2 separate regions of the Mus musculus genome follow, and region 2 is linked to region 1. The links are chromatin contacts, called in public Hi-C maps. All regions are on one chromosome and are shown on one strand. The core of a region is the stretch at or near the end of the contact, and the rest is flanking DNA. Distances in the headings are between cores, read along the strand shown.

The links. Hi-C and Micro-C count contacts between places; a contact is called where the count stands out from the background.
Region 2: a contact with region 1 is called in a Hi-C map of muscle stem cells, with 3 times the contacts expected there. The contact joins the promoter of Dimt1 here to the promoter of Serf1 in region 1. A contact is called at or near these places in 2 of 39 promoter capture datasets (cranial neural crest and hippocampal neurons) and 1 of 484 Hi-C or Micro-C datasets (muscle stem cells).

The regions. Positions count from the first base shown.
Region 1 is chr13:100,104,132-100,111,501 of GRCm38.p6, forward strand. It overlaps Serf1 (small EDRK-rich factor 1), which reads left to right and starts at 3,888. Exons shown (of 3, transcript NM_011353.2): 1 at 3,888-4,098; 2 at 4,892-5,000. The coding sequence starts at 4,092.
Region 2 is chr13:106,943,913-106,951,282 of GRCm38.p6, forward strand. It overlaps Dimt1 (DIM1 dimethyladenosine transferase 1-like (S. cerevisiae)), which reads left to right and starts at 3,217. Exons shown (of 12, transcript NM_025447.4): 1 at 3,217-3,371; 2 at 3,674-3,747; 3 at 4,789-4,875; 4 at 5,643-5,704; 5 at 5,780-5,873; 6 at 5,957-6,006. The coding sequence starts at 3,293.

The sequences.
Region 1 (7,370 bases), core at 2,638-5,137:
CCGGGAGCCATAGCAACTGCAACGCTCTGTAGCTTCGGTTACCTGTAAACCAGAGATTTTTTTTTTTTTTTTTTTTTTTGATTCGAAGACAGATATTCTTTCCTTTGTAAGACCTTGGGAGTTGTTGAAAAGAGAGAGCGGAAGCAGCTGAATCCTCCAGGTCAAACTTTTTTTTTTTTTTTTTTGGGGGGGGGGCCGTTTCGAGACAGGGTTTCTCTGTGTAGCCCTGGCTGTCCTGGAACTCACTCTGTCGACCAGGCTGGCCTCGAACTCAGAAATCTGCCTACCTCTGCCTCCCAAGTGCTGGGATTAAAAGCGTGCGCCACCCCTGCCTGCCCGGCTCAAACTTTTAATTTCTCGCCAGTGGTGCTAGGGTTTGAACCCAGGATCCCTCACAAACCCTGCATTCTCGGCATGCACACTGCCATGGAACGTCCATCCCCAACCTACTTAACTGAATCTTTTATGAACTATTAAGGAGTTTTCGAGAAGAGTCAAAGTGTGCAAGAATGCAGAGCATGGTGGTGCGTGCCTGCAATCCCAGCACTGGAGAAACCGAAATAAAGAGGTCACAAGTTCCGAGCCCTGGACTATCTGACAAGACTTACCTCAAAATTACAATAAGATAAAATAGTATGAGAGTAGTGCCTTAGCACCAGTGCATCCCCAGAGCATAGAACCTGTTTGTTTTAGGGTTTTTGAGACAGGGCCTCTTATAGCTAAGGCTGCCCTTCAACTCTTGATCCTCCTGCCTGCACGGGCTCAATGTTGAGATTACAGGTATGTATAGGCTACCATACCCTGCTAGGAAAAAAAAAAGTTTTAACTATGAGTATGGAGAGAGCGAGTTTGCGGGAGACTGAAAAGTTACAGGTAGTTATCAGACTCCTGATGCTGGTGCTGGGAACCAAAACTAGGACCTACTGGAAGAGCAGGAAATGGATCTACTGAGCCATCTGTCCAACCCCCAACCTCCGCCAAGAAATTTTTAATTGAGTAAAAAAAAAGGTTGAAATTCTGTGTGAGGAAATCGCAAAGAGAAGCCATGAAACACTTCACAGGACATCCACTATATGGGCTTTTGTACACTTTAAAATAAAAACTGTCAAAAATGATTATACTCCACATTTTGCACACGAATGTTGCAAAATTTATTGCTTCCAGAGATATCAACGGAGCAATAAATAAGACATTGTATGTTACAGAGGAGAAAATACAAAATAAATGAACAAGATCAACAAGAATATATTAAATATGATGAGATTTCAAGGGTGATGGAAGAGTCCTGCGGTACTGGCAGTAGGGCAACTTGACAAGGAAAATAGGTATCAGATTGCAAACCAGCCTCTGCTACATGAAACCTTTTCAGAAGAGAGAGAGAGAGAGAGAGAGAGAGAGAGAGAGAGAGAGAGAGAGAGAACAAACACAGGAAACCTGAAGAAGGTGGGAGTGCAGTTTAGTACTGAGCATCAAATAGATGTAGATGCTCACGACATCTCAAAATGCCAGGAGTAATAATAGCACATGCTTGTAATTTCATCACTCCAGAGGCCAAGGCTGAGACAGGGGAACTACATGAGTTTGAAAACAGCCTGTTCTAAATAGCTAGTTCCAAGCCAGCTAAAGTTACAGATCAAGACTTCATTAATAAATAAGTATTTGAGAAATAATACCATGCTAAAGATACCTCAAAGAATCTTGTAGTCACTGCTGGGACATACAGCTTTCTACAGCAAGCTCTTATGCAAGGCCTTTTCATAATCCTGTGTTCTACCTAAAAATCCAAGATGTCACAACTTTGTAGATAAGGAAATCAAAATGATTAAGATTTAATTCCCTACTCGTAAAGGCATAAAGCAAAAAATTTATTTTATGAACATTTTATTGTGTTTTATAGATGTATTTATTTTTATATGTATGAGTAAGTTTACATGCATGCATGTGCACCATGCACGTGCCTGGCAGTGGGGGCCTTAGGACGATGAGAAGACAGCATCAGATTCCCCTGTACTGATGTTATAGATGGTTGTGAGCCACTCTGTAGGTGCTGAATAACAATTGCTCCTTACTGCTGAGTCATCTCTCCAGCTCTTGCAACAAAGTAACTTTTACTTTTACTTAAATACATCACAAGACAGGTGTTACACAAGTTTGTGAAGTAAGTTGTTAGTGTCACCAGTAATTTTAAAATTCTACAATTTGGAGGCTGGTGACATGGTTCAGCAGTTAAGCACTTGCATTCCATCATGAGGACCAGAATTTGCATCCCAGTGACCATGGCAGCTAGTTCACAAATGCCTCTCAGTCCAGCTCCAGGGGAGCCAACACACACACACACACACACACACACACTAAAAAAAAAAAAAACCCAAGCAAACAATAGTCTAGTTTTCTCCAGCGTTTGCCATGTCCTTCAGGATCTCTGAAGACAGAGTCAAGATCTCATTAAGCAGCCTTGGCTGTCCTGGAACTCTGCTTGGTGTGTAGACTAGGAATTCACCAAGACCTATCTGCCTCTTCCTCTGAAATGAAAGGCACACTCCTGGTCCTCTGGCAGAAACTCTCAATGTACTCTGTGTGCATGGTGTACATCCTTGTAACTTGAGAACTCAGAAAACATAATTTCAGATATACATTCAGTCAAAACACCTATACATATAAAATAGATTTTATACATATATTTTTTTATTTTCAATTGAAGATTATATTATCTTATACCCAATGTTCCCAAAATTTGACTAGAAAAAATATAGAAATTTTCAGTAATTTCAGCAAAGTGTTATGATACATAATTGACTTACAAAGTTTACCAGTCTTAATACATATGAGTAACAAGCATGCTGAGAAAGAGATCATGGCACGCTCCTCTTCCCAGTCTCTCAAATAAAATAAAATATTTAGAATATACATAACAAAAGAGTTTTAAAAAAAACCCTCTACAATGAAAACTTTAAATGTGTGAAGAAAGAGTTTAAGAAACATACTCGAATTTGAAGACCTCCCAAGTGTATACCTTGGTAGAATTAATATTTTGAAAAAAAGACCTTTCTACCAAAACAACTTACAGATTCAATGAAATCACAATCAACATCCTCATCACATTCTTCACATAAGTAGGAAGAAAATTCTCTATTTGATATGGAACAACAAAAGACCCAGAATAGCCAATTAGTCATAGATAAGTGTTTGTTTCTATGCGTTCTGCCCGTTTTAAGTGCTAAGTGCATCTGTCTATGACCCCAACTTTTATACATCCGTTTCCATTAGGACTGCACTTTCAGTCCAGACATTCCGTCTCTTGATGCTTTTTCTCTAAACTAGGTCACGTTAACACGGACAGTTGGAGTACACCGTAGCATCATCTATACTTTTGTATGTTTTAAAAATATTCCACAATAAAACTCTTAAAAATACCCAGGCAAATTCGGTGTCCAGACTATCTCAGTTTGTAATAGTGGACAGGCAAGAAAGTAAGTCTCAGCTCAAGAAATGCAACCCAGGGAGGGGGTGGGACTCAGGGTGTCCCTCAAGATAGGCAAGCATCCCCTACCCCCATGAGCCACACCCCTCAGCCCTATGCAAGCATTCTGACTTGTTTCAGCTCTTATGTAGATTATAAAGTTATTCTGGGCGACTTTGGCTCCCGTTCAACCACAGAGCCTGAGCTTAGAGCTAAAGTTCTGTCCATCCGGAGGGCACCGGAAGAAAGGTGCAATGAGCAGGCTTGGAGCCCGCGCGAAATCCACCCTTCTGTCCTTGTTAGGTCTTTTCTGCCAGATGAGGAACGTAAAGCCCACCTTCAGGGTAAGGCTGCTAAGTAAGGAGGCGAGTGCGCGCGCGGACGCCTCGCTGACAAGGGACGCGCGGGGCGGTGGGGCGTGGGGACCGCGCACGCGCAGTGGCTCACCGGCCACGCCGCGGCTGTTGTGGGTCGGTGGGCGGGGCGGCTGGCTGGCCGAGCGAGGCGTCGCCACATCGAGGGCCCTTGTGGGGCTCAGCCTTCTTCAGCGCCCGGCGGCAACGGCTGAGCGTGCAAAGCCGCCGTTTGCTTCTCCAGGTCGCTGTCTTCCAGTCTCCGGCCGGTGGACAGCATGGCCCGTGAGTCTGCGGGCGGTTGGAAAGACGCGGAGGCTCGGGGAGGGACGGCGCCGAGCGGCCGGGGGAGGAGCGGGAGCTGGCTGGGAGGAGGAAGAGACGCAAACGCCACCTCGTGCTTGTGGCGGGCGGGACGCGGGCTCCAGGTGGGACAGGTGCCCGCCTCCTAGGTGCGGGTGTGCGTGAGGACCGCGCCCACCGGGAGCGTGGGCGGCTGCCCAGCGGGACCAGTCCGCTGAGACGTAGCGGGCGCCTGAGGTCTGGAAGCCCAGGGTGCCCTCCAGCTCTTTTGTCCTCGAAGGTACCTTTCCTTGAGCTCAGCCTCTGCTGGCTTTAACAGCCAAACTGGATCTTCACACACCTATCAAAGCCAGAACTTATTTTTGAGTGAGGCCTGTGTACACAACCACTGGGATGGAGATGGAGATATATATAATTTAATTTTTGTTTTGGTTTTCGAGAAGGGTTTTGTTGTATACCCCTGGCTGTCCTGGAACTCAGTCTGTAAACCAGACTGACCTCAAATCTCAAATTCAGAGATCTTGCCTGCTTCTGCCTCCCGAGTGCTGGGCGCAAAGGCGGCGTTACTTGACACCTATGCTGTTGTGGTAATATACTTAACTTCTCGAGTGTTTCTTCCTAAGCTACCCCCTGGTCAATCTGGGAATAACTAAAGATACTCTGCTTTCTTGCTGATAAAAATAAAACTTTAAGGCTCCTATAACGAAGGACTCTTTACTATTAAGTATTCATATTGTTGAGGGTGGGAAAAAAGCATGCCTGTTTATCATTGTAGGTGGAAATCAAAGAGAAATTGCCCGACAGAAAAACATGAAAAAGACCCAGGAAATTAGCAAAGGGAAAAGAAAAGAGGACAGCTTGACTGCCTCTCAGAGAAAGCAGAGGTGAGTAGTGCTAATAGAATGTTTAAGTCAGTGGCCGTTTGACTGCGGTATTTTCAGAATGAGTGAAGAACGTGTTTAAACCCTTCCTGGAACTGAGCCTTGCCTACAGTTCAGGGTTAACACTGTGTGTCTGTGTAAGAACACTGAAACCATGCATTGTAGTTATTGTCCTATCCTATGGCTGAAGAATGCCACGCCCTGAAACTATCATGTCTGCAGAAACACTCTTACAGCAACTACAAACTGTGAGAACTTTATTGTAGAAAGTAACAAACATCCTCTATATGTAAACACTGTTGCATGAATGGGATACAATGTTTCCAAAACTGACAGCTTGGCCCAAGCCTCTTAATGAAAGAGATGAGTGTCAAAAATCAATTATGGGCTTCAGGAGTCCATTGGGGATGGAGAAAGTGTTTGGACACCAGATTCTTAGAAGATGTTATGCTACTCAGGCCAGCACAGGCTAAAGAGACCTACAGACAAGACCTTGTCTTTAAAAAGTAGGGACGTAGCTCAGCAATAGAGAACACTTGCCTAACATCTGTAGCACTTCAGATCATTTCCTATGGCAAGTAACTGCCACAGACACACTTTAATGCCCTGGGCAATGCTAATAAGTTGTCATCCTAGGACTCGGGGCAGATGCAAGAGAATCAGGAGTTTGAGGCCAGCCTGCACTACGTGACAAGATACTGTCTCAAAGAAAGATAATCGCTTTGACTTTTTTTTTTTTTTTTTTGGTTTTTTTTTTTCGAGACAGGGTTTCTCTGTATAGCCCTGGAACTCACTCTGTAGACCAGACTGGCCTTGAACTCAGAAATCCACCTGCCTCTGCCTCTGCCTCTGCCTCCCAAGTGCTGGGATCTTAAAGGTGTGTGTGCCACCAGCGCCTGGCATGCTTTAACTTTTTTTTTTAAATTCATTTTGCCTGTGTGTGTGTGTGTGTGAGAGAGAGAGAGAGAGAGAGAGAGAGAGAGAGAGAGAGGAGAGAGAGATGAAGAGAGAGAGAAAGAGAAAGAAAGAGACTGAGACTGTGTATCTGTGTGTTTTCTTGGCCCAAGCAAAATCTTAAAACTCTTAAATGCGGTTGCAGATTATCATGTTCCAAAGGGGAACAGAGAGCTTGGAGGCAGAGTTCAGGGTTACATTACATGCTTTGCACACTGGAGCTGCCAGTTCAATCCCCAGGACCACGCATACACAACAGAAATGTAGTTCCAAGTTATAAGTTCTATCATGACATAGAATAAGAAACCTGGGAGGCTGGGCATATGCATCTCACCCTCTTTACAAGCCCCATGAGGCCAAGCAGGCTGGAGATGTGTCTTAGTGTCATGTACCTCACACGCCTGGGCTCTTGTCTTTACTCCCCTGTGCTGGAAAAGGTTCGAGTTATCCTCAAGTTTACAATATACTTCACGTTCTGGGAATTTAACCTAGGACCTTTTAACCCTATCACTGAATCACACATGTTCTAACGTGAGATTCCATTGTTCATACAGAACTTGGAGCTTAGGGATGCTTCAATGTAGCTTAGCACTGGTCTCAGTCCTTTACGTGGGCATCACCTTGGACTCTGATGACTACTAAAGCCAGCACTCAATTGTTTTCAGATGAGACTTGTCATTGAAGAGAAGAATACGTTAACTGCAGAGAGATCAGAAGTCCAAGGTCATCCTCAGTTCATATCAAGTTCAAGTTTAAGGACAACCGATTTAGTGAGACCTTCTGTGCTTATGGGCGCGTGCTAGGGCTGGAAGTGAAACTTGCCATCTGGTCGAGCCTTTGCCTAACATATATAAGGCTCCGAACTTGGCCCTGCTCTTTCTCTCCTCCCCTACAAAGCACACGAAATAAATCGTAACTCTCCGTGTATGTTAGACCACAGTGGAGTCCTCTTAATCAATGAGATCAAGTCCTTAATGTAGGAGGTATGCAGGTCCTTGTGCTCACAGATAAGCACTGGGGAAACGGGAATGTTAAACACAGGGTGTCTCGTCGAAGGAAGAGATGTATAAATCATTTTCCACTCAGAGGCTGTGAATGGACTGCTGACCTTTGTGCTGTATGTGTGGCCCGGACACAGTGGCTCCCCCGCCCCCACTTATCTTGAGCTTGTTTGTCTCAGTAACATTGTAGCTTTATCCTCTAGACCCTTTTCATGAGCTGGTTCACCTTGAGCCAGTTTCAGTGGTTAATCTATATAACCTATCTTTATGGAAAATGCCATTTGTACTTTCCTAAAAGGGTTTGTTTTTTTGTTTTTTTGAGACAGGGTTTCTCTGTGTAGCCCTGGCTGTCCTGGAACTCATTTTGTAGACCAGGCTGGCCTCGAACTCAGAAATCTGCCTGCCTCTGCCTCCCAAG
Region 2 (7,370 bases), core at 1,967-4,466, 6.8 Mb after region 1:
CAAAGCTAACTCTCTCCAAAGATCCCACCGAGATAAAAAGCATTTTAAAAAAAAAAAAATCATGTTCTATTTGGGCAGTGCATTTCACCGTTTCCTCTGCTTCCAGCTGACTTTCAGAAACAACACCATAGTAGCTCATAAAAATATACAGATCTCATTGGCTTTTTAAACATTAAAACATTGTTGGGATAATCCTTTGGTTCACAGTTGAAAGGCTGTCTTTGCATTATTCAAGTGTTGGTTTCCATACCAGCAGAGAGTTTAGTACTGTCTGACTTTGGTAGTGTTACTTTTAGGGATCATCAGCTGTCTCTGTAAGCTCTTGTCCATCACTTCTGATCCGTTTAATAAAGAGCTGACTGCCAGTAGCTGAGGAGAACAGGAATGTTGGGCAGAGATAGGAACTGTGGGAAGAATCGAGAGGCAGCAATTCTCCATCAACACATGGAGGAGGTCGTACATACCAGGACTGCGTAATGGGTAAAGGGAGAGTCATGTAGCAAATGTAGACTTGAATCACTGGGTTAATTAAGTTAGAAGAGCTAGCTGCAAGGTGGCCAACTAAGGCCTAAGCTATAGCAAATAATGCTTCGAGTGCAGATTTTAATGTTTTGATATACCAAATCTTCATTGTACACCACTTCAAAACCTGTCTAGGGCTCACCTTGAACTATGGGTTGTATAGGCTTCACCTGCCAAGTACTGTCCTGTCGTGTGTAGCTTTTGCTACCCTGCCTAAGCTCTGGAACTGGCTGCGATACCAGCCCCCACCCAGCTTCCCTTGAATCTACAAATTTAAACACACACACACACACACACACACACACACACACACGTGCTGGGCGGTGGTGGTGCACGCCTTTGATCCCAGCACTCAGGAGGCAGAGCAGGCAGATTTGTGAGTTCAAGGCCAGCCTGGTCTACAAAGTGAGTTCCAGGACAGCCAGGACTATACGGAGAAACCCTGTCTCGAAAAACCAAAACCAAAACAAACAAACAAACAACCCCACCCCCACACGCACCAGTTAACCTTAAAACGCCTTTGCTAACTCAATGACTGAGCACTGCTAAACCTCTTCTGCCACTCCAGGTATAATCGGACAGAGTGTCCATTAGCCACTCAAAAAGGAAAACTCACATGGCTGGTTGGCATTATCTCCTACAGCTCCTCCTTCTTCTTCCCCAGCTCTCTCCATTCTGCCTTCGTCCTCCCACTCAACTCTAAGTGTCCCTCCCCATTCTCAGTCATCGGGCGCTGGTATCTTTATTGATGGATCAAGAGCCAGTTGGAGAACCTGAGCATTAGAACTAACCCCTACACTGTCCTGATTCATTTCTTTTAGTTTTTTCTTCTGTTTTGTTCAAAAAGTAGTCAGATTCTTGTTTGTCCTGTTCATCACTGTCGTAATGCTGACAGTCCAGGAATGTCCATGCAGAAAAATTCTCAAATTACCAAAGCTGCCATTTTCGTGTACCTAGCCTAGGTTGTAATTGTTGTGGTCCTGATAGGTGTGCAGTGACCTTGCATCTGAAAAATGAACTGAAGGCCTTTCAGCATGGTCTCAACATCAGCTTTGGGGCCGAGTGTGAAGTCTAGCATGCGCAGTGCTGCTGCCATAGGGAAGAGAAGGCTGGCGCCATGTCCCTGGGAGGTAGACCAGGAGTCTGGGGTATTGCTAGGTGTGTGAGACTGCACACCTCCCCCTTTTAAAAATAAGCTATTTGTAAAAGCAGTGGTGATGTCATGTTCAGATTCCACGAAGGAACTTTGAATTGCTGAGTGCCAGTAACTGCGAGGGGAAGCTTAAGTTCCAGAAAGAAAAACAACGCCATAATTTTTTTTTTTTTTTTTTTTTTTTTTTTTTTTTTTGCTAATCGCGTATTTTGGCTTTTGTAACTGTAGTTAGCTTGCAACTGCGGGATGGGAACCTTGAGGGCTTTCCAGGCTCAGAGATGAATGAACTTGGGTCCGGAATACCCAGCTGTAGTCACCTGCGGCTGGAAGAAAGGCTTTCCATTGGCTCATAGGCAGTGTTCAAGTGCTCCTTGGTGGGAACCCCATAATAGTCGACTATAAATAAAAGATTATATTAGGATATTTTAGAACTTTCCCTGTGCTCGAATTACAGCAAAGAAAGGAAGGACTAAAACCTAGGCTACGAGAAAAAAAAAAAAAAAAAAAAAAGCCGGGCGGTGGTGGCGCACGCCTTTAATCCCAGCACTTGGGAGGCAGAGGCAGGCAGATTTCTGAGTTCGAGGCCAGCCTGGTCTACAAAGTGAGTTCCAAGGACAGCCAGGGCTATACAGAGAAACCCGGTCTTGAAAAACAAAACAAACCAAAAACCAAAACAAACAAACAAAAACCTAGGCTACGGAACAGGTTCTTAGCAGTAGCCTTTGGTGGTTGATTGCAAAGACTTTCTTCAGCGCACAAACAGAAAAATTAAAACCGAAACATTACACTGGCAAGAAAAACAGCCATGAATCTTTTATTCTGTATGTTACAGCCCGGCGTATAATCCCATTACAATATCCAACACATACCTGTAATCAATCCCATTTACAGGGTTTTGAAATTGTTATAGCCTTTATCTTTCAATAAATAAACATTGAGAGCAGCATATTTTAACTATGACATTCCAGTGCTGGAACTCAGCAAAACGACGAGAAAATGAACAAAAAGCATAGAGAAGTAACCAGTAAGTGCCGTGTTGGAACGAGAGCTAATTCTAATCTAACTGCTTTCCACAACGGAGAGACATGTTACCCTAAACCACCAAGCTCCGTGTCCATCGAGCCTAGGCTTCTCAGCCCACAACCTGCAGGGAAACAGGAGAGACACGAGAGATCTTTCCGCAGATATCAGAATGTCCCAGGGCAGTGCCAAATGAAGCACCCAATTTGCCGAGACCCAACCAATCCTAACTGCCTGCCTGAGCGGCGCGGTTTCCTCTGGGAAATCGGGCTCTTGGGGAAGTTGTTGCTCCAGCTAAAACTCTAAAATCCGGTGGCTAACCCGCTGGAGCCAGCCTTGCCTCCGGAGGAGCTCACCAGACAGAAACTACAATCTCAGCAGCCACTGGGCTCGAGTCCGCCTTGCCGCGGGAGGAGCCCATAAGAGACTACAATTCCCAGCAGCCACTGGGCTCCGGCCTGCCGCTGACTGGGTGGGTCGGTGATCGCAGTGGGCGGGGAAGTGGGCCTCTCGGGCGCCTAGTCGTGACGGCGACTGAGGGCGACTTCCACGCGGTTCCCGGCTGCTTTCGCTTGGCACAGGGACTCCTCCGAGAAGATGCCGAAGGCCAAGTCCGCAGCGAGTAGCCGCCGGCGGGATCGTCAGGAGCAGCGCCGGGAGCTGAAGCGAGCTGGAGGTGCGGTGTGGAGGATGCTTGGGACTGACCCGCGGCGGGGGAGCCCTACGGTGGCCTGCGCCTCTAGCCGCCCCGAGGAGGGTGGGCGCTCAGCGCTGACCCTTCCCCGCGCGCGCCTGGTCTTCCTTGCCAGCAGGAGGGATGGATGGACTCAAAGATACATCCCAACCCCGGCCGGGAGCGCGGCGCTTGTGGATGCATTGGAGCAGAAACCGTCCCGGGTCCATCCTGCTTCTCTGGGACGGCCTGAGATCGGTTCTTGAAAAGTTGGGAAATTAAGGCTGCTTCGTGTTTTATTTCAGGACTCATGTTCAACACAGGGATCGGACAACACATTTTGAAAAATCCTCTAATTGTTAACAGCATCATCGATAAGGTGGGTGTTAACGATGAAAGGCAGAGCGTTTGTGGATTGTATTTTTCTGACTACTTAATGCCTGTATGCCTAAGTTGCATGCCCATAATTATCCCAGCATTTGGGGAAGCTGAGGCAGGGTGATATGCTCGACCGCAGCCTACATACTAAGAAAATATAAACCAAGATAGGGTGCCTGACAGAATAGTTGCTCTGTATGTATATGTTGGATGGGTTGAGAATTGCCCAGTGATTTCCAGATTATTTCCACTTTTTGGAGGCTCCATCTTGTTTTTGGAACTGGGTCTCATGTAATTCAGGGTGGCCTCAAACATGGTGTGTGTCAAAGCCAGCCTTGAACTCCACTTTGCAAGCGTGTATCATTTTGATCACTTTCTAAGTACATCATCGTTACTCTTTTTATTCCAGACCGTAAATTTACGTCCAAATCACACTGAGTTTGTTCCTCAGGAAAAGATATGGTACTGCATATGAACTGTTTGGAGGATTCCTTCTGTATGGGTTACTGTGCTGTGCTTATGGAGGATTGAGGGCCTGGAGGTAAAATACAGACGGTACAGGGAGCATCCTGGAGCCATAGAGTATAGTTCTCCAGTCTCACCGAATATTCTACTCATAAGCATATGCACACTGGTAACGTTTTGTATGGTTACTATATTCTTAAAACTGTACAGTGGTTAAGAATTGAGAAATCTTTTCCATTTGAATGCACTCTTTCCCATTTGAACTCTTTGGAAGTTACAATTAGTTACAGTTTGCTGGAATTATTGCCAATGTAGAAAGCAGGAACCCACCAGTAGAACCGATTGCTCTTGCTTTTGTTCTGGCTCCAGAAGCTGAGTATATCCCCTAAGTTAGGAAATACAGGTTTTCACTTATACCTAATGCCTTTGAGGTACTACTGCTGTTAACCACATAAACCCTGAAAAAAATGAAGCCAGAGTAAAATGTCTTTAACTGTACATTGATAAACAGAAACAGTCACTTACAGACTTTGTGTTCAAGTGGGCCAGAGCATAAAGGAGTTGTGTTTATTTATAGGCTGCTTTAAGACCTACCGATGTGGTGCTGGAAGTTGGGCCTGGGACTGGCAATATGACTGTCAAGCTGTTAGAAAAGGCCAAAAAGGTAAAAGTGGGGTTTCGTGTGTTACTCTCAAATTAGCTCAGCTGGTTTACAAATGTGAATGTTTTAATAAATTGGCATTGTTCCAATAGTAGTTAGTGGGCCCTTAGAAATTTTATCTCTAAAAATGAGATCTTTCTATCAAAGAAAACAAAATCTACACTTGATGTATTGGTGGGTGATCTAATATAGGAATGGGCCATGTGTTTAAAGGAGTAATAATAAAATAGAAAGTCTGAGATAACCCACAGGGCAGCAGCTAACCATTATGAAGCCTGGAAGAACAGAGCCGTGAAGTTAAAGTCATTAGGACCAAGTTCAGCAGGAGACTCAGAGGGTAGGATGATGATGAAGAATGGGTCAGGGAGTCAACCAGAATCAGAAACTCAAATGGCTACGATGTAGAAGTGGTCACGACACTTGGTGAAGCCCCTGTGGATGTGGCAGGAAAATAGTTCAGCTTTATCCACTTCCATTCACCTGGAGTGCTATGGTTTCTACTCTGGATGTCAGTTGATGAGAGTACTTGTAGGTCCCTTCTATGCTGTCTAAAAACCACTAACTACATAAAGTGTTGTCATCATCTGTTCAGTAACACAGCATGGAGACAGATCAGACAGGATGTTGTTTTAAGTGTAGAAAAGAGTAGAGCTGGTGTTTGTGTTAAGACTGAAAAAAGCTTAAGTCATTGTAGCTCCTATGAGTTATTACTGGGAGGGTAAAAAACATTTATACTCCACAATCAAGCTTTTTTGTTATTGTTAATCTAGGTAGTTGCCTGTGAACTTGATCCAAGGCTAGTAGCTGAACTTCACAAAAGAGTTCAGGGCACGTGAGTATATGTAATAACTAAAGGGCATTTCAGTCTTCTCAAACAAGCTCTTACAATTTCTCTCCTTGTTTTCAGGCCTCTGGCCAGCAAACTCCAGGTCCTGGTGGGAGATGTACTGAAATCAGATTTGCCATTCTTTGATGCTTGTGTGGCAAACTTGCCTTATCAGGTATTTCTCAAGCTGTCAGAAGCGTCACACTGAGCATTTCTCTGGTGTGTCCTTCCTCAGAGCTAACTGTAATTCTCTTTCAGATCTCCTCTCCCTTTGTCTTCAAGTTGCTGCTCCACCGGCCATTTTTCAGGTTTGTGCAAAACAGTCCCTGTTAAGCTTTAGACAATTCTGGCAAGAAACACAGGGGGGAAAAAAAACCACAACAAGAAACTGCTGGAGAACTTTGTAGAAAGTAACAGTTTCTGGGACAGGAGTGTGGTAGCTCAGTTGTTGAAGTGGCGTGCTTATTAGTATCCAGAAAGCCCCTAGGTCAGTCTCCAGCAGCACAGAAAACTCAGCATGGTGGTGAGCACTTGTACCCCAGCACTTGTGAACGAGAAGCAGGGGATCACGTCATACTCGTCTCTGGTCACACAGCTAGTCCAGGGCCAGCCTAAGTTACCTAGTAGCCTGCTCAGAGATAGAACACACATGAGTGCACACACATGTGAAAATACTGATTTCCAGGGAGGTCCTTTAGGTGATAAATTCTTAGGGCTGATAAATGTGTGTGCATGCCATCCCTTCTACATTTTAAATTCTAATCCTCTTCAATAGATATTAAAATTTTTTCTTATGTGTAGATACTTGGAGTAACTTCTTAACTGGTTATTAAAACAGTATGTTTTATACCAGTACTTTAAAGCTAAGACTACTTACTGTTTATAAAATAAGTTCATAAATTGTGGGGGCCATAACCATCTTTTTTAAAAAGTTGTGTGTTTGTGTGGAGTGTTTCTCCATACTTACAGAGGTCAGAGGACAACTTGAAGGCTGTCAGGGATCAAACTCAGGATTGGAAGCATGTCTTTACCCCTCCTCCCATTTCCCTTTTAAATGGTATAGAACAGATCGTATTAGAAGATGAGTGCATGTCGGTTTTATGAAAGTTTTGTTCGGGATATGTAAACATTTACAGAAAATTCTGAAGGCTGAGCTAGGACGATTGTGAATTTAAGACCCACTTGGGCAACTTTGTGAGACCTGATCTCAAAATCAAAAGCAGAAGGGCTGGAGAGAAAGCTCAGTGGTAGAGCATTTACCTGCAGGGTGAGGCCTTTGCTTCAGTTCCCAGGATACCACACACAAAAAGTCAAATAGAGTTTTGAAAATGCTCTTTTCTTCACTAACATTTAAAACTGTTACCAGGGCTGGTGAGATGGCTCAGTGGGTAAGAGCACCCGACTGCTCTTCCGAAGGTCCAGAGTTCAAATCCCAGCAACCACATGGTGGCTTACAACCATCCTTAATGAGATCTGACTCCCTCTTCTGGAGTGGCTGAAGACAGCTACAATGTACTTACATATAATAAATAAATAAATCTTTAAAAGAAAAAAAAAACTGTTACCATTGCTTGCAGAAGAAAAAGTCTACACACTTTAAATTGTTAAACCAAGGGAACCCTGGACATTGTAACCTACCAGGCCATACCTCAGATGTAATTCCAACTACAGC